2 separate regions of the Ovis aries genome follow, and region 2 is linked to region 1. A link is a contact called in public Hi-C data. All regions are on one chromosome and are shown on one strand. Each heading gives the region's core, a stretch centred on a gene start, on an enhancer-like site or on the middle of the called end of the contact. The rest is flanking DNA. Distances are from core to core; before and after follow the strand shown. Region 1 overlaps METTL25 (methyltransferase like 25). Region 2 holds the start of TMTC2 (transmembrane O-mannosyltransferase targeting cadherins 2).

What was found. Hi-C and Micro-C count contacts between places; a contact is called where the count stands out from the background.
Region 2: a Hi-C map of hypothalamus shows a contact between it and region 1, with 3 times the contacts expected there. The contact joins the promoter of TMTC2 here to the enhancer-like site in region 1. A contact is called at or near these places in 3 of 16 Hi-C or Micro-C datasets (hypothalamus, skin fibroblasts and tail adipose tissue).

What each region holds. Positions count from the first base shown.
Region 1 is chr3:118,556,151-118,559,127 of ARS-UI_Ramb_v3.0, reverse strand. All of the region lies in intron 12 of METTL25 (methyltransferase like 25), which reads right to left. Among named protein-coding and RNA genes, the nearest start is that of TMTC2, 160 kb to the left of the region's middle. Within about 2 kb of position 1,682, at least 9 of the 54 cell types and tissues checked have an H3K27ac peak or open chromatin away from gene starts, as enhancers often do. A contact at or near this core is called in hypothalamus, where this site is marked.
Region 2 is chr3:118,713,526-118,716,616 of ARS-UI_Ramb_v3.0, reverse strand. TMTC2 (transmembrane O-mannosyltransferase targeting cadherins 2) reads right to left here and starts at 1,610. Exons shown (of 12, transcript XM_004006230.6): 1 at 849-1,610. The coding sequence starts at 931. It overlaps LOC132659530, which reads left to right and starts at 1,168. Exons shown (of 3, transcript XM_060413666.1): 1 at 1,168-1,250; 2 at 1,292-1,982; 3 at 2,455-3,091. The coding sequence starts at 1,168. The coding sequence ends at 2,655.

The DNA of each region.
Region 1 (2,977 bases), core at 433-2,932:
AGTTCTTTTAAAATAATTCCAAATCCCATTTAGAAATATTGCAACAGCAAAAATCACTAAATAATACAATTTCTTAATTCTCTGCACACAAATACAAAACAGTGCCAATAAACAAGCAGTCTTAAAGATTCTTGGAGTTCATGGTCTGACTTAGCCTGTTAGAAAAAGAGTATTAAAAAAAAAGTTTTATTCAGGATAAGAATAAGTATTCTGTGCATGTAAGTTAGAAGTTTACTAGCATTTCAAGTTAAAATAATAGTCTTAAATATTTAAAATGGTTAAAATTCTAGCTATATCAGCTCCTTGAAAGTGGAAATTTAAAAAATAAATAGTATTCCAAGAAATTTATTGCATGGGTACAGAATAAAGTATCATTCACCAATAAATGTAAACACTCACTAGAAGATTTAATCACTTTGTGCTAAATTACAGGAGTTTGCTGGATGCTGAAAGCTTTTGAATTAGATTTTAATAGTTGCTTAGGGTAGAGAACCAGCTCATTCTAATGAAGTGAATCAAGCTAGTGGTTTTCAACTGTGGGTTCATAGACCAGCTCTGGTTTGCCACAATATTTTCCCTGGTCCACAATGAAATCAAAACATGAAGATAAACCAGGATGATTTTTCATGAAGCTAAGTACATTAATTTAAAGAACTGTACTTTAAACTCTGAGTCTGTGCTATCAATAATATCTATTATCTTTTTCATAAAAAATAAAATTAAAACTGATCTTATTTGGCAAAAGAAAAAGTTTGCAATACTCTGGTTCCCTCCTCTCCAAACTTTTGAAGTTGTTAAATTTATCTTTAAAACAACAAAGACTGTAGTCACTGCCTTGTCAGTCCTTTTAAGTTTTTCAAAACAGTCATTTTCCCCTAACATCTCAGCATGAAATTTCTGAACCAAGTTTCCTCAGGTCAGAGTTGGTACAGCACTTACAAAATTCTCTATTTAACAGTGAGAGCCAACATAACATGTGACTTATCATAATTTCAAAATATCATAGAACTTCTACATTTTGTGGAAAGATTCTTTTGCCTTGTGTTTTTTGAGAAACACTTGTGAAATCCACATATATATCAGTGGGATTTATCTTTCGGAATTGGGAAGATATATTTTGCCAGTCATAAATGAACTGTAATCCCTGTAGACTCAAGTTTAATTCAGAAACACTCTCTCCAGAGCTGCTGAATTTGGCAGTCCACAGTTTCTCCTCCATATGCTATCCTTGGGGGATTTTACATACATTGTCCATAATGGTTTCTACTTAGGATGTCTGGAAAAGTAGATATTATGGTCACAGAAGGGCCATTAAAGGGAATTTGAAAACAGATCCATTAAGTTGAAGTATTCAACTGTAAGAGTCTTCAAGTTGGATGGACTACATTAATTAATATTCAAGAAATAACTCCATCCACCCACTGCTTATATCATAGCATCTAACTCCTCATGCTTGTATCGCTAACCAACCTGGTTTGGTAGTCTCCCTGGAGAGGGGAATATTAGCAGAACACAGTGTGCATTAAAAGAACAGCAGATAAATAACAAATTGTCCCTAAATGTGGGCCTCATTTCCATTCCATTCTGTTGTTCGGTGCCTTCACTGTTTTAAATAGCCATCTTTTTTTCATTAATTACATCAGCTCTGCTTTTGTTGTGTCTTGTTGGAAAAGAGAAAAGAAAGTTTCCATTATTTCCCTTCTAGACTGTGGAATGCAGCAGCTGTTGTGTTTGCAAACATCCAGCCATAGCTTAGAATCTCTGGTCAGTTTTTGAGTGGATTTAAAAATACTTTTCTGTATTGTGATGCTCATTTTCCCCAAATGTGTGAGTTTGTGCTTTTCTCTTTCTGCTGTGAAGTCTGCTGTGAACTTACTCTCTTTTTCTCCACCTGGCTGATTTTCAAGCCTTAGAATCGTTCTCAAGAGCAAAGAAAGTATCCCAAAGTTTTCTCAGCTTGGCTCTGTCTCAGCCCTACAACACCATTTCTGAAGGTTTTGTTTTAACTATGCTTCCTTTCCTTCTGTTTAAATGATTTTCAGGACACAGTCTCTCTTCTGCCATGCCTGTTGGACAGCATCACTGTGGTCCCTGTCATGGGCCACTTGGCAGAGGATGAACTTGCAGTTTTACCTACAGCAGCTGCCTTTGTGGGATGGGAATAACACAGTCATAATGATTCCCTGAATGTGGACAGCACTTTGTGAGTTTTAAAGTTCTTTCCCATCCAGTGACTCATTTGACCCCACAAGGATCCTATGAAGCAAATAGTGGTAGTAGTAGTGTCAGTTGCTCAGTCGTGTCCAACTCTTTGCAATCCCATGGGCTGTAGCCTGCTGGGCTCCTCTGTCCAGGGAATTCTCCAGGCAAGCAGACTGGAGTGGACTGCCATTCCCTTCTCCAGAGGATCTTCCTGACCCAGGGATCAAACCTGGGTCTCCTGCACCGCAGGTGGATTCTTTACCTTTTGAGCTACAGGGAATACCCTACAAAGGATGGATGTTATCCTTCCCATTTGATAGATGAGAAGAAATACGGCCCACGGACTTGTGGAATTGGACAACTAACTCTGAGCACTAGAAAAAGCTGCAACAGGAACAAGAAGTTGGGCTTCTGTCTTTTCCCAGCGCTTTCCCCAAAGACTTTTCTCATCTATAAAACGGCAGACATACTACATTTATGTTATGAGGAGAGAATGAAAGAATACAGGTAAGTGCCCTTGGTAAGTGCACAATGAATGTTTACTGTGGTCCTTTGTCTTCAAATTGGAGAAGGAAATGGCAACCCACTCCTGTATTCTTGCTTGGAAAATACTATGGATGGAGGAGCCTGGTAGGCTACAGTCCATGGGGTTGCAAAGAGTCAGACATGACTGAGTGACTTCACTTCACTCTGACTGATAAAGGATGATTGGAAATTGATGTTTGGTTCTAAATGCACAGCCGCAAACAATCCTCCTCCTCCCACTCCCACAAGG
Region 2 (3,091 bases), core at 361-2,860, 160 kb before region 1:
ATGGAGCTTTTCATCAGTTTCTAAACACTAACAACGTTTAAAAAAATAGGTAGAGACACGAGGACAACTGTGACATTTCCCAGAAATCGATGCAGTTTCTTTGACAACACAGTTCAGGTCTCATTAGCCACCCAAACTAACCCAAATGCAGAAGACAACCTCAGTCTCTAGGGGCGTCTTCTTCCCCCAATTAGCACAAAAGAATCGCTAACTTCGAAAGTAAAACTCCCAAACAGAAATGAAGGCCCAGGCTTTTTATAAAGTAATACTCCATTGATTTGTGCGAGAGGCGGGGGCGCAGCACTGCCATGGCGCAAAGTAATGTACACCACGCGTCAAAAGGGAAAGTTGGAACAGTGCGATCTCTCCACTATTTGGGCAACTGTCAAATGTGTTTCAACCTCGGGAAATAAAAGTGTCCCATCAATAAAAGGAAACGTTACAGGGAAGATCTATCAGAGTGCAGGGAGCAGCTTCCTTCCAGCCCAGACGTAAAATCGCTCAATGTGCTTTTGTTGCACCAAGGAATACCTAAGAATTGTTTTTTAATGCGTTCATTAAACAGTTTCCCAAATTGCTGAGACTTCCGCTAAGAAACTTAAGCGTCTGCCAACAGTCTAGAAGCAAGGGAGAGGAACCTGCTGCAAAGTAAGAACCCAAACTCCCCCAGCCCGCCCTGTGCGCCCGCATCCCGAATGTTTGCTTTAGGTTCGGATGTTTACGCGTCTCCTAAGCCGTCAGGTGCAGGAATAGTCCCTCCAAGATGCACTTCCAGCCTTAAAGCGGGAAGCTTCAAAGCCACCACGGAGTCCCCAGGCAGCCCGTCACCCCTTCCTCTTACCCCTTACCTGTCATCATAGCAAAAATCCGCACTCAGGGTGTTGAGATACAAGGCGAGCCCCAGAGCGCTGCTCACCAACTCTGCAATCATCTCTCCACCGCCTTCCCTCCGGCTCGGCTCCCAGCGCGAGGGCAGCAGCGGCAACAAAAAACAGAAGCATCAATCCCCACCTTCTGCCGCTTTCTCCTCCCAGCTTCACTTTTCCCTCGCTTCCCCACCCTTCCTTCCTCCCTCGGGTCCTTCCAATCCACCGCTCTCCTTCTCCTCCTCGCCCGGCTCCGCAGCTCCTGCGTCCTCCCCGGGTGCGGGCTCACACCGCGCTCCCCATGCCCTGCGCCGGCGAGCGGCAAGCGGCGTTCGGGCTCCGCGTCCCCCGGCGGATGCACAAGGCTGGTCCTTCGCGCGGCTCGTAGCCGCCACCCTAACCCATGGCAGTGCGGGACGCCCTAGGTGCGGAGTGGGACTCGGAGAAGGTGGGAGAGTGCGGGATGGGGGCAGAGGGACCGGACCGAGCCGGGCTCTGGGACCAGCTGGAGGAAGAGAGAGAGAGAGAAGGGCGGCTGGGAGGGACAAGGCAAACCGCCTCCCCTCGCCGCCTCGCGGGCGCACGGCTCCTATGCCGCTCGGGCAGACTCCGGCCGCCACAGCGGCTGCAGCTCATTCACTCTTTATTAGCTCCCCTCCCGGCCCTAGCCCCTTATCCAGTGAAGTGAGAAGCGGTGGCTGGAGCCTCCAGAAGCTCCCGCGTGGGGTTCTCGGCGCTGTCCCCCCGCGCCTGCGTGGCCAACCCTCCATCCCCGGATCGCCCCGCCCCTTTCCCCACCCAGACCCACCCCCTAAGGTTCCGCCCACGTTACCCCCTAGGCTAGAGGCTCCTCCCACTCTCTCCCCGGGCGGGAGGCTCCGCCTTCCCACCTCCCGCCCTCCCCCCGTTTTGCTCACCTTCGATTTCAGTCTGGGAAGCCGCGGGGACCCAGGGGCGACGGCTGGAAAACAGCCCAAAGAGGTAGCTGGAGTGCGCCCTGGGCGCGGGAGAAATGAGACCGGGAGGACGCGGTCGCTAGCTCCTCTGCTGCCTGGCGGCGCCTGGCACCAGCAGGATCTCAACCCCGGGCGCTGCGTGTGCCAAGCGATGCCAGGCGTAAGTCCAGTCAGCTGGAGAGACTTCTGGGGACCGGGAGAGGAAGAACAGGTTTGGCTAGTGTTGCAGACTTGGTCGCCACGAACACACACGCAACGCGTCAGACACCCTCACTGTGCAGGAGCCGAAATGGGGTGGGTAGTGGGGGTTGGCGAGTTTGAGGGGGCATCTTAGGAGGGAGAGATTTCAGCTCCGAGCCGACCTTTGTCCCGAATGTCAATGGAGAGACGGGTGGGGAGGGAAATAGTCCCTCAGTTAGCTTAAAAAGAAAGGACCCCAACAGAGGACAAAAAGATTAGCACGCACCCAGGCGTACCCGCAGCTGCGGCGGCTTTTCGTGGTTTCAAGGGAACTGTCAGTCGGACTGGGAGAACGAACACAGAGAAGAGACGTCTTAACGACCCAGCACAGCGCTATGCTTAAACCTAGAAAGACTGGAAGCTAATGCCCTTTCCTTTCCGCCCGGATGCAGGACTGGATGGAAGGCATCCAACATGATGAAATATTGTGTAGAAGAATGGTCTGTGGAGAACGAGGTCTGGGTACTAAAGTTGCAGGACCGAAGAGGACCGTGGGCTGCCTGCCACACCTCTTCTCGACTTGGCCTTTCCGGCTGGATGAGCGGCTCCCTTGGACCACGAAGTACACTGCTGCAGCGCCCCCTGCTGCTTAGCAGCCGCAAAGCATAAAAAACTGACCCCGGGAGGCCGACTTCCCCTCTCCCCCGCCTCTCAAACCTAACCAGCACCTAACCAGCAAGTTCTCCAAAACGGCCTGGAGAAATTGACCACCCCCCACCACCCCCATCCCCAGGATGTCTAACAGTGGCCTGAAAATCAAGTACCGTGGTTTGGGTGTCTGCAAAACAAAGCTCCATCTTTTCCTGAGTTCACGAGGAAATCGATGTAGACATAGATGAAACCATGAATATTCATTATATTGTGCCATGCTCGATGGTTCCATTTTTGTGCCTTGGGAAAAAAGTAAATGCACATAAGAGGGAATTGTATCTGTAAAGGTAGGGGCTGATCTTTACCTTTTTTTTTCTTTCTTTTTAACCTCATAACCTCTGCCCACTGTCAAAAAGTTTGACCCATCAAAGGCCCTCT